2 separate regions of the Hordeum vulgare genome follow, and region 2 is linked to region 1. A link is a contact called in public Hi-C data. All regions are on one chromosome and are shown on one strand. The core of a region is the stretch at or near the end of the contact, and the rest is flanking DNA. Distances in the headings are between cores, read along the strand shown.

Region 1 (4,527 bases), core at 946-3,445:
ATTGAAAAGAACTAGTCTATCTTCCTTGAGCTATAATTATTTTGGTACAGAAAAAGTATAACATTTCTTTTCCAAAGTCATATTCTTTTAATAATTCAATCTAATGTGGTTCTGAGATGCCTTGATTTCTCATGCAACTAAGAGTTCTTTTGGACCAACCATTTTTTATATACATAAACTTAATATCACTATCATTCTGATAGGCTTTACATCCTTTTCATATGATTAAGAGAGTCAGGCGCAGTTCTCTGTCAGGCTCGTATTTTTTTTAACACCCCCATTTTACAATATTCTGTGCTTTCCTTTTCTTCATGTGATTAAGGCTAAACTTAAGAGAGGTGGGGGAGTCAGCTAGGCGTATGATTAGGCTACGGCCATCGGCAGAGGAAGGAAAGGGACGACCCATCCATCTCTGCCGTGGTTATTCTGCAGCTGTCGCCGGGCCCACGGGTCACATGCACACGGACGGATAGGGCCGCACGGAGGAGACTCGCACCGACGGGTTACGCTCTGCCGCGCGATCTCGACCGCGAATATGGGGATCAACGGATCGTGTCGTCCCAAGAGGCGCTTTGCCTGTGCCGCTGTCACACCACGCACACCACACAGCGTCCATGTGCTCTCGCTACGGCCTGCGTTCCGCTGACTTTGGTCAACAGGGTATGGAAACTGTTTTTATTTGGTCTCTTGCATATATGTCCTGCGAGAGATGGGGAATTATTTAACGCGTCATCCTTTTTTTTTGACCCGGCACACGATCCTTTGGAGGATTGTACAATTGCCAATTGGTAGCGTCGGCAGTCTCTTGTGACATTAGGTCAAATGCCATATGTCACAGAATTTTCGTATAGGTTGGGTAGTCAAGCTAGGCATCGAGATAGATTCTTTCTCCGTTCAGAACCATGTTGCTTACTAGTGTGTTTGGTATGATCATGAAATATTGTAGCAATGGCTATATAAATATGTAGTTTAGAGAACGCCAATGATTGGACAATTAACTGGTCCCGGCGTAACGGGTCTAGCGAGCATGGTGTCGGCATCTCCAAATAATTTGATGGTTAATAGATTTGTTCTAATATCAAGTTTATTGGTCAAAAAATCAAATTTATTTTTGTGTTATAGTGAGTGTCTGTTTGTTACTATATCTTGCATTCATGACTTGGCTGCGTATACGTATCAAACATGTTAATGACCTGTATTCTACAATGTTTCTCATTATTTCCTTTCGGGTCAAAACCATCCTACCCTACCTCGTCCGTCATCATTGGGAGAGTCTATTTGCTTTCGCTTTCGTCTTTTTTGAAGAATTTGTTTTCATCTCTTGTTATATTCATCAAGCCGTGATATCCTCAAAATCAAATCATTTCGATCACGTACCTTTGTGAATCCACATGCCTAACTATTTTTCGATAGCTTGTTGCTGGAACTTATCAATTTTTGACAACGAAGGGTTCACCACGAATATAAATCCATGGCTGATATTTACCTTATTTTCACTTCGTGGTTCATGCATGACTTGTCATTTCCACTCTCTTCTGAAACATGAAACGATCTAATTTGTATGTTTATTTGGTGGATATTTAGAAAGTACTTCCCTTGTTTCAGGTTAGGAGGCACCCAGAAAAAGAATATTAGGAGGCACTCACACTTTTCGAACTTAGTTTTGAACATCAATTGGACCAATATAATACATAATTCATGCGGCTTATTTTTTTTTTACTATAGAAAGACCTTTTCGAACAAAAATGATAATACATATTCAATGATATGATTACCTATGGCGCATAGCCCACATTTCCTTGGTTAAATTCATGTTTAAGCTTGAATCTAGTAGTTGTCATTTTCTCTACCTTTCCTTTTTGCCATCTACTAATCTATGCCACATGAGCACATTTATGACATTTCCAACTTAAAATGCCAAATAACACATTTCCCGAAATATCAAAGATTTAGCTAGCTGTGGTTGCCGGTCATAGAAGGGATGTAAACGTTTGTCCAGCTATTTGATTTAGACAACTCCCTGGATTGTTCACTAACACCATCCAATCATGCAACCACTTAAAAAGAAATCACATCTTACCAAATCACCAACTTTTCTCACAGCCAAGGGCGTCCTTTCACCGAATTACGAATCTGCACGAGCACCAAACTGCAAAAGATCCACTCCCTCCCTGCAAACGTCCCACCCACTCTATAAAGGAAACCAACAACGCAAGCGCTTCCTCACCACCACTCCCACCACTCCGAGCGCCTCCTCCTGTCTCGTCCTCGTCCCCCGTCCCCTCGTCGGCGCCCGATCTAAGGTATCCGATCGCCTCCGCGCCCCTCCTTCCCAGATCCCGCCCTCTTGGTTCCCGCCGCGTGGTCCGGCGATCTGAGCGGCGGATCTCCCTCGCCGTTGTTTAGCTGGTAGATGTTTGGTTCTGGATCTGGTCTCAGGCTCTCAGAAATGAGATGGGGATCGCGTGCTTCTGTGTCCCCATGGCTCAGGATCCGTCGATATAGGATGCGTGTATGTAGGAATTGCGCTTAATCATCTTGGTTGGCAGTTGATTTGTTTGTAATGACGTCCATTTCACTTTTGCCGATGATAGATTTGTGGGGATCGGGCTTTTGTAGTTCGGGAATTGGGTGCGAGGAGTCTGCGTGCTCGCGGCAGTTTCTTCGTGAAGGGTCACCTTACCTAGATTTGAAGATTCTAGGGCATGTGGTTCGTAATCGTAGCAATGTCACTGCAGTTTCAGATTCACTGGTGTGGGGGAACTCCCGACTAGACTTGTGGTGCTCATCTGTTTTGTGTAGAGAAGGTTGGATGATGGCAGTTCTATAACAAATCATAGAAGAGATGTGCTGGTGTGTGGTGATATCAGGAGAAACTTTTGGAATATAGACAACGGAATTTCAAATGGTTTTGTTGTCGTTGTGCCATGCTAGGAACTTAGGATTGTTCCTACTCGTGTATGGTGTAGGCCTGTAGGTAACCTATCTGTCCTGTTTGATTCTAGTGATGAATCGCAGGCAGTCTCTCTTGTCATCACTTCTTGTAGCACCTAAGGGATAACTTGACTAACTGAAACTGGGAATGAGCTGATCACGCTAACTACATCCAACAATCTAAGTGTCCTTAGATGGCAACAAATATGCAATGGATCGGTATGATATGTTTTTATGCTAATTGAAACCGAACCTACTGTATGGATTTTGCCTGTTACATGCTTGGGTGCTGGCTGTAGTGCTAGGCTGAACATGTACTGTGCAATCTGGTCTAGGAAGGCACCAAATTGCAGAGTTGTGCGGGCTATCCAATGGAAAAATCAATCCTGGGATCAATTGAAGTGAGATTTTATCTTTGAGTATCTTATGTTGTTTGATTGACCTTGAGTTTCTTTTAACTTGCTTGTCTGTATGAATGTGTAGTTCAATTCTTCACCATGTTTCCAGACAGCACTTTGCAGTGAGGGGCCTGTTGCCCTGTTATTTATATCTTCTCAATCCAAAGATGCTGAAAACTTTGTTGCTGTTATTGGTTTAACCATCTAAGATTTTATTGACAATACAGTATTTCCTCTTGACATCAATAACATGTTTCATTAGTTATTTAAGTATGATTTTTTGGTGATAAGCTATTGTAGTTGTAGGTTAGATGTTTGAAAAAATTGGCCTAAGGTTTTGAGATTTCATCATCTCCTCTTCAGAAAAGTATCATGTCCTCCAACAGAGATCTAAACGTTTTCACTAAACACAATAATGTGGATGTCTACTGTTTGATGTTGACTAGTTACCCTGGATAGAGTCTGGATTGGCCTCATTTTCCTGATTTCCCTGTATTGATGGGTACCCACCATTATGTTTAACAAGATCTCCTGCCAGCATACTCAAGGCCCTTTGCCCTTTGCTCCAAGTTCTTATTAGAAGTAACTGTTAGATATTCTCTCATGGCCATAATCAAACTATATTTCCTTATGTTCATAGTTTATCTCTTTTTTCCCCCAGAAGTTGATATTACCTAACCTGTGTAGATCATATGCTTTAATTGACAGCAGGCCTTGTGGGTTGTGATAATATCTGACCCTGTTTGACTTCATTCAGTCTAAGCAGCACTTGTTTCTTATCTTACCAAGTATTCTTGTCTGAAGACTTGGTTCAGCATAAATGCCTTTTCCTGTCTTCTCTGCTCCTAAATTACCACAATGTGTTTTATTTTAACATTCCTTTTAAGCCAACATTTTTGTAGTAACTAGTGGTCTGAAATATTCTGGAAGCTTTTATCCCCGTTGATTTCATTTGCCTTTTCCAAAATATAATCGTGCTGAACTTGTTCACTCATATGTTGCACTTTATCTATTTGTCTTACAGTCAAGATGAGTCGTGGCGGGAGTGCTGGTGGTGGTCAAAGTTCTCTGGGTTACCTGTTTGGAGATGGTGAGCCTGCAAAGCCTGCTGCAGCACCAGCTGCGAAGGCCCCACCTGCTGAGAAACCAGCACAAGCACCTGCTGATGTAGCCAAGCAGGTTCCAGCTGGCATTC
Region 2 (4,527 bases), core at 649-3,148, 200 kb after region 1:
ATTCACTCATATGATCTCGAGGTAGATCACTTGTCCTTCGCACCCCATCTATAATCAATACAATACAAGTAGGGTGTAGAGTTTTAACTCTTTGAATGGATCCAAACCTGGATAAACACCATGTCTTTATTTTCTGTTACCATCTAGCCGAGGCCACCAGCTCAGGACTTCCTATTAGAGATATGTCGATTCTAGCTCTGACATTGAAGACACAAGGATGTCCCATTGTGTGGTCACGAAAGCTTGATGGGATAATGGTTTGACGATCAAGATCATGTGGATTTACTTTGATTTAACCCTTACCCTTGTCCTCCTCCTTTCACCCTTCATTGTTGGTCTTATTTCACTCAGACATACGAGTGTGTCACTAAGAGCATCTCTAGCAGACCCCGTATAATACCCCGACCAGACCCCGCAAACGCGTCAGACCCGTAAATATTTTTGCGGGGCACGGCAAAATCCCACCCAACCCGCAAAAATGGAGGTTCTTCCCGGTACCCTCTATATAGCGGGAGTGGTGGGTGGGGGAGACATTTCAGCCAGCGCTTTTTCCCACCCATCGCCGCCGGGCCGCCGCCTACAGTTTCGGCCATACCAGCCATCAGTATCACGCCGACGGGCCGCCAAACACCCGGAATTGACCTTCACCACTTCCTTGTGCCTCGGTCGACTGGAAAGTTGCAGATCGACGACTGTTTTTCGCGGCCGCCAGGTTTAGCGTTTCCGACCATCGGCGGTTGTGCCAACCCACGAATTGGTCGGGAACCGCCCCACACAACCCCCGGCAAAGCCCCAGCGCCGCATGCAGGTACTGCTTTGTCCTCTAGTCGTTGTTGTCGGTTTGCCGGCAAGGACTCGACCGGCCGTCACCCGGGCTCGGCGCTCACGCAGCGGCTCGCTGGCTCGCCGATGCCACTCTAGAGTGTGATGACTGCACACAGACAGTGCTACGACTAACATCTAGCATGCCGCAACACCCGGGATGGGTATTCTTCAAATGCGAAAACGGCGGGGTATGTTCTTCATTTCATTCGGCTTTGTCAACCTATTCGGTTCAATTTCGGTAGCTTATTGAGATGATCATGTGTGTAGAAAGGTGGATGCTCATTTTGGTATTGGAAAGAAGGATACATTGATTTATTGATAGGAAGAAAATTAATAGATGTTCGTGCACTCATTGGTAGAATTAAAGCTAATGACGCAAGTGGATATGCAATTAGAGAAGAAACTAGAGGAGATGCAACGTCTAATTCTTTGAAATCAAAGAAGAAGAATGAAGAATGGATCAAGTGTCCGCAGATCAATAATGAAGGCATGACGAAGATGTTGGTTCAACTAGTGAGAGCAGTTATGAAAGTTTGATATCTTTTAAAATGCCTAATTGTGATTTTTGTTTTTTTTTTAATCTTGCTATTTTAACACAGATTTGGTGAATAATTATGTATCCGATGCCCTTGAAGTAAATAAAAAAGCAAAAAAAATGTGTTTTCATGTCCGAAATTGAAATGCAAATTATTAATTTACGGGCCGGGCACGGACGGCATATCTTTTTTACTTGTGTGTTTTGCGGGTCTGCTCGATTGCCGTGTAGAATATTTTTTTTCAGGGATCCGTTTTAAGCTGTCTGCTCGGCGATCGCTCACAGCGATCCGTAAAATCGTTTTTCACAATCTGTAAACACAATTTATATGAGAGAATTATACATGGTCTAACTCTCCTGAGCATCTTTCTTCCCTATTACTCCTGCCGTCCTGCGCCTGCGGTATACTCCTGCCGCCCTGCGCCTGCGCTGAACGCACTTGCGGCGCTCTGGCCTCCCAGTGGGCGCGTCTCTCCCACTGGATCGCCTTGTCAGACACCCGGACCAGCGTGCGTTTCTGCATGCATCGACAGCCAATCCAGAGCTATGGCTAGCTGCGTAGCTCCAGCCCGCCAAGCCGCCAACACCTACCTAGGGAACTGTCCACGTCGTTCACGGGCTCAGATCAGATACTACTGTGTGCTGAAGTGGGCGCGACGCCGTAGTTAATTCGCTCTGCATGCACTTTCTAACGGACGGTTCGCGCACTGGCACACGTCCTGCGCTCCGTGCGGCGCATCAGCAGCTACGGGCGTCGGCTATGGCCGGCATAGAGGTCCTCGGCTGATGGACCAGGCCGACGAAACGTGAATCAAAATTAACTGCATCAACCATCAAGACGCATCATCATCAAAAGAACAGAAAACGGATTCATGGCACACGGCTGGTTTCCGTTCACGCATGATGTCCATAAAATTGATGGCCTTCTTCAAATGTTTTGTTTTGACACGAATTGATCAACTCTTCTTCTTTACGAATTGATCACTCACTACTAAAGGTAAGGTCATGGACCATCCAGGGTCTACTAGGGTCTCACACAGTCATTAAATTTTCAAGACTACCGATGCAAACTTAGGTTTTAGGTGGTGTTTTTTAGAGGGACTAGTCTAAAAAAATCTCTTTTAGTCTCTAGGTAAAAAAACATAAGAGACTTTTTTTAAAGGACTAAAAAAAGACTCTACTGAAGGGACTTTTTTTTTTAGTCCCTGGGATTAAAAAAAGTCTAGCCCCTGAGAAAGAAACACCACCTCATTTGGACATACGATGTCACTCGTTCAGTTAGTCGGACACACACTAGCACTCGGACCAGGACAAACGTGGACGACGAAGGAGGTGCAATGACTAAGAAACTTAACATTTTACATAAAGCACAATAAAGACCGGCGTTACGAGTAACATTGTATTTAGAGTTGTTGTTATCAGCAACTTTCGTAGTTATTAACATTAACTCATCATTATAATGAGGCTTAATGGGCCCAGGCACACTCTATATAAGCCTATCTTGAGTTCTTGGACAAAGGTTTAGCATCGTGTGTATTCACACTTTCCATAAGCAAACACTAAGCATCTGTGTTCGAGACGTAGGTCTTTACCTTCTCTAAGTGGGGCACATTCGTACATCCGAGTATTACGCCTGTGTCGTAGCTTGGCTTCGCACCCTCATTCGTACCCCTGATACTATTGTCAGACTCATTTCCTCGACAGGTGGCGTCCATCGTGGGGCTGCGCGTTTAGCAAATTCTAGCGCACGTGGCGATTTAATTTTTCCGATCATGATGATGACACTCGACGGAGGGATCCTCTTTAGTTTCCTTAGCTTCATCACCGATGATTCGGCGTGGCTGCAGGAAGCGACGCTGGATACGGATGCGCTTTCCATCCGTGACGCGATGCATTTCAACGCGGCCACGCACGGAGTCCTTCTGTGGCAGCCATCGGTTCCATACCGTTTGGCTCCCCCTCATCCTTCTCCGGCCCATCGCAAGCGCTCCAGACGCTCACAGCTTCAGCGCTGGATCAAGCACGCTGTGGCCCTTCAAGCCACGGTGGGACAGGTGGTCATGCTTGACTCCGATGAGCCCACCCTCAGCCTGTTCCCTTCCTCGTACAACGGTTCCTTTGACGAATCCGAGTGTGAGAGCAGTGGACACGTTGCAGAGGTTTTGATGGTCGACACTGTAAAGGGACGTCCTGTGTACTCCCGGGGCCTATCCCGCGGACGAGATGGAGGCGGCCGTGACAACGTCAATACCGATGCCTATGTTTCCGAGCTCGTGAGTCAGCAGCAACGGGAAGAGCTTGTTGGGATAATCCAAACATGTCTTATTAATTGAGCCTGGTTAATTCTAAGTATGATTAGGGTGGGCGGTGCTTAAGTGAGGTGGAAAGTTTTCACGTGGATACCCTGATCATGTACGAGTTGTCCTAGCTGGTTTAGGAATTAGTAATTAGTGTACAGGTAAAGTCCTCTTAGGATTGACTGTCCGTGCTGGACCTAGACATCTTGTTGGAGTTGGCTTGCTAGCCAGCCCGATGCATATATATACATCTTGTTGGAGTGGGCCAAGACAAGTTTTATCTATCATCGGTGGTAATTACCACCACTTGTGTTTTGTATGTTCTATGTAGTATCTATCAAATTGAAGAGTATGCACGCTTACTATGAAGTATATAATAATGTTTAGGTACTATATATACTACCTTTTTGTAGTATGTATCATATTTTGTATATGCATTTTTTTACAAATATATACGTATTTCACAAATATAATAAAAACCATGGGTTAACTTGTAATTTTTTTTATGTAACGCACTTTGAAAAATCTTATATATAGTATATGAACGTAATTAAAATGATAAATTAATATATATATATACTACCGCACGATAGTACGTGGAACATGTGGAGTAACTACCACTGGATGTTAGGATGTACTTTTCCTATATATATATATATATATATATATATATATATATATATATATAGGAAAAATACATCCTACCACCCAGGGGTAGTTACCCCACATGTTCCATATACTACCACGCGGATGTATATATACTAATTTATCATTCTTATTATGTTCATATACTATATACAAGATTTTTCAAAGTGAGTTACATGAAAAAAATTATAAGTTGACCCATAGTTTTTATTATATTTGTGAGAT

What was found. Hi-C and Micro-C count contacts between places; a contact is called where the count stands out from the background.
Region 2: a Hi-C map of seedling shows a contact between it and region 1, with 2.4 times the contacts expected there. The contact joins the enhancer-like site here to the promoter of LOC123425395 in region 1. A contact is called at or near these places in 3 of 6 Hi-C or Micro-C datasets (leaf and seedling) and 1 of 1 datasets of contacts at active chromatin or transcription factors (embryo).

The regions. Positions count from the first base shown.
Region 1 is chr2H:109,569,045-109,573,571 of MorexV3_pseudomolecules_assembly, forward strand. LOC123425395 (protein SPIRAL1-like 1) reads left to right here and starts at 2,196. Exons shown (of 3, transcript XM_045109090.1): 1 at 2,196-2,303; 2 at 4,357-4,527. The coding sequence starts at 4,362.
Region 2 is chr2H:109,767,128-109,771,654 of MorexV3_pseudomolecules_assembly, forward strand. No RefSeq gene overlaps it. Among protein-coding and RNA genes, the nearest start is that of LOC123425396, 4.9 kb to the right of the region's middle. Within about 2 kb of position 1,899, at least 3 of the 3 cell types and tissues checked have open chromatin away from gene starts, as enhancers often do. A contact at or near this core is called in leaf and seedling, where this site is marked.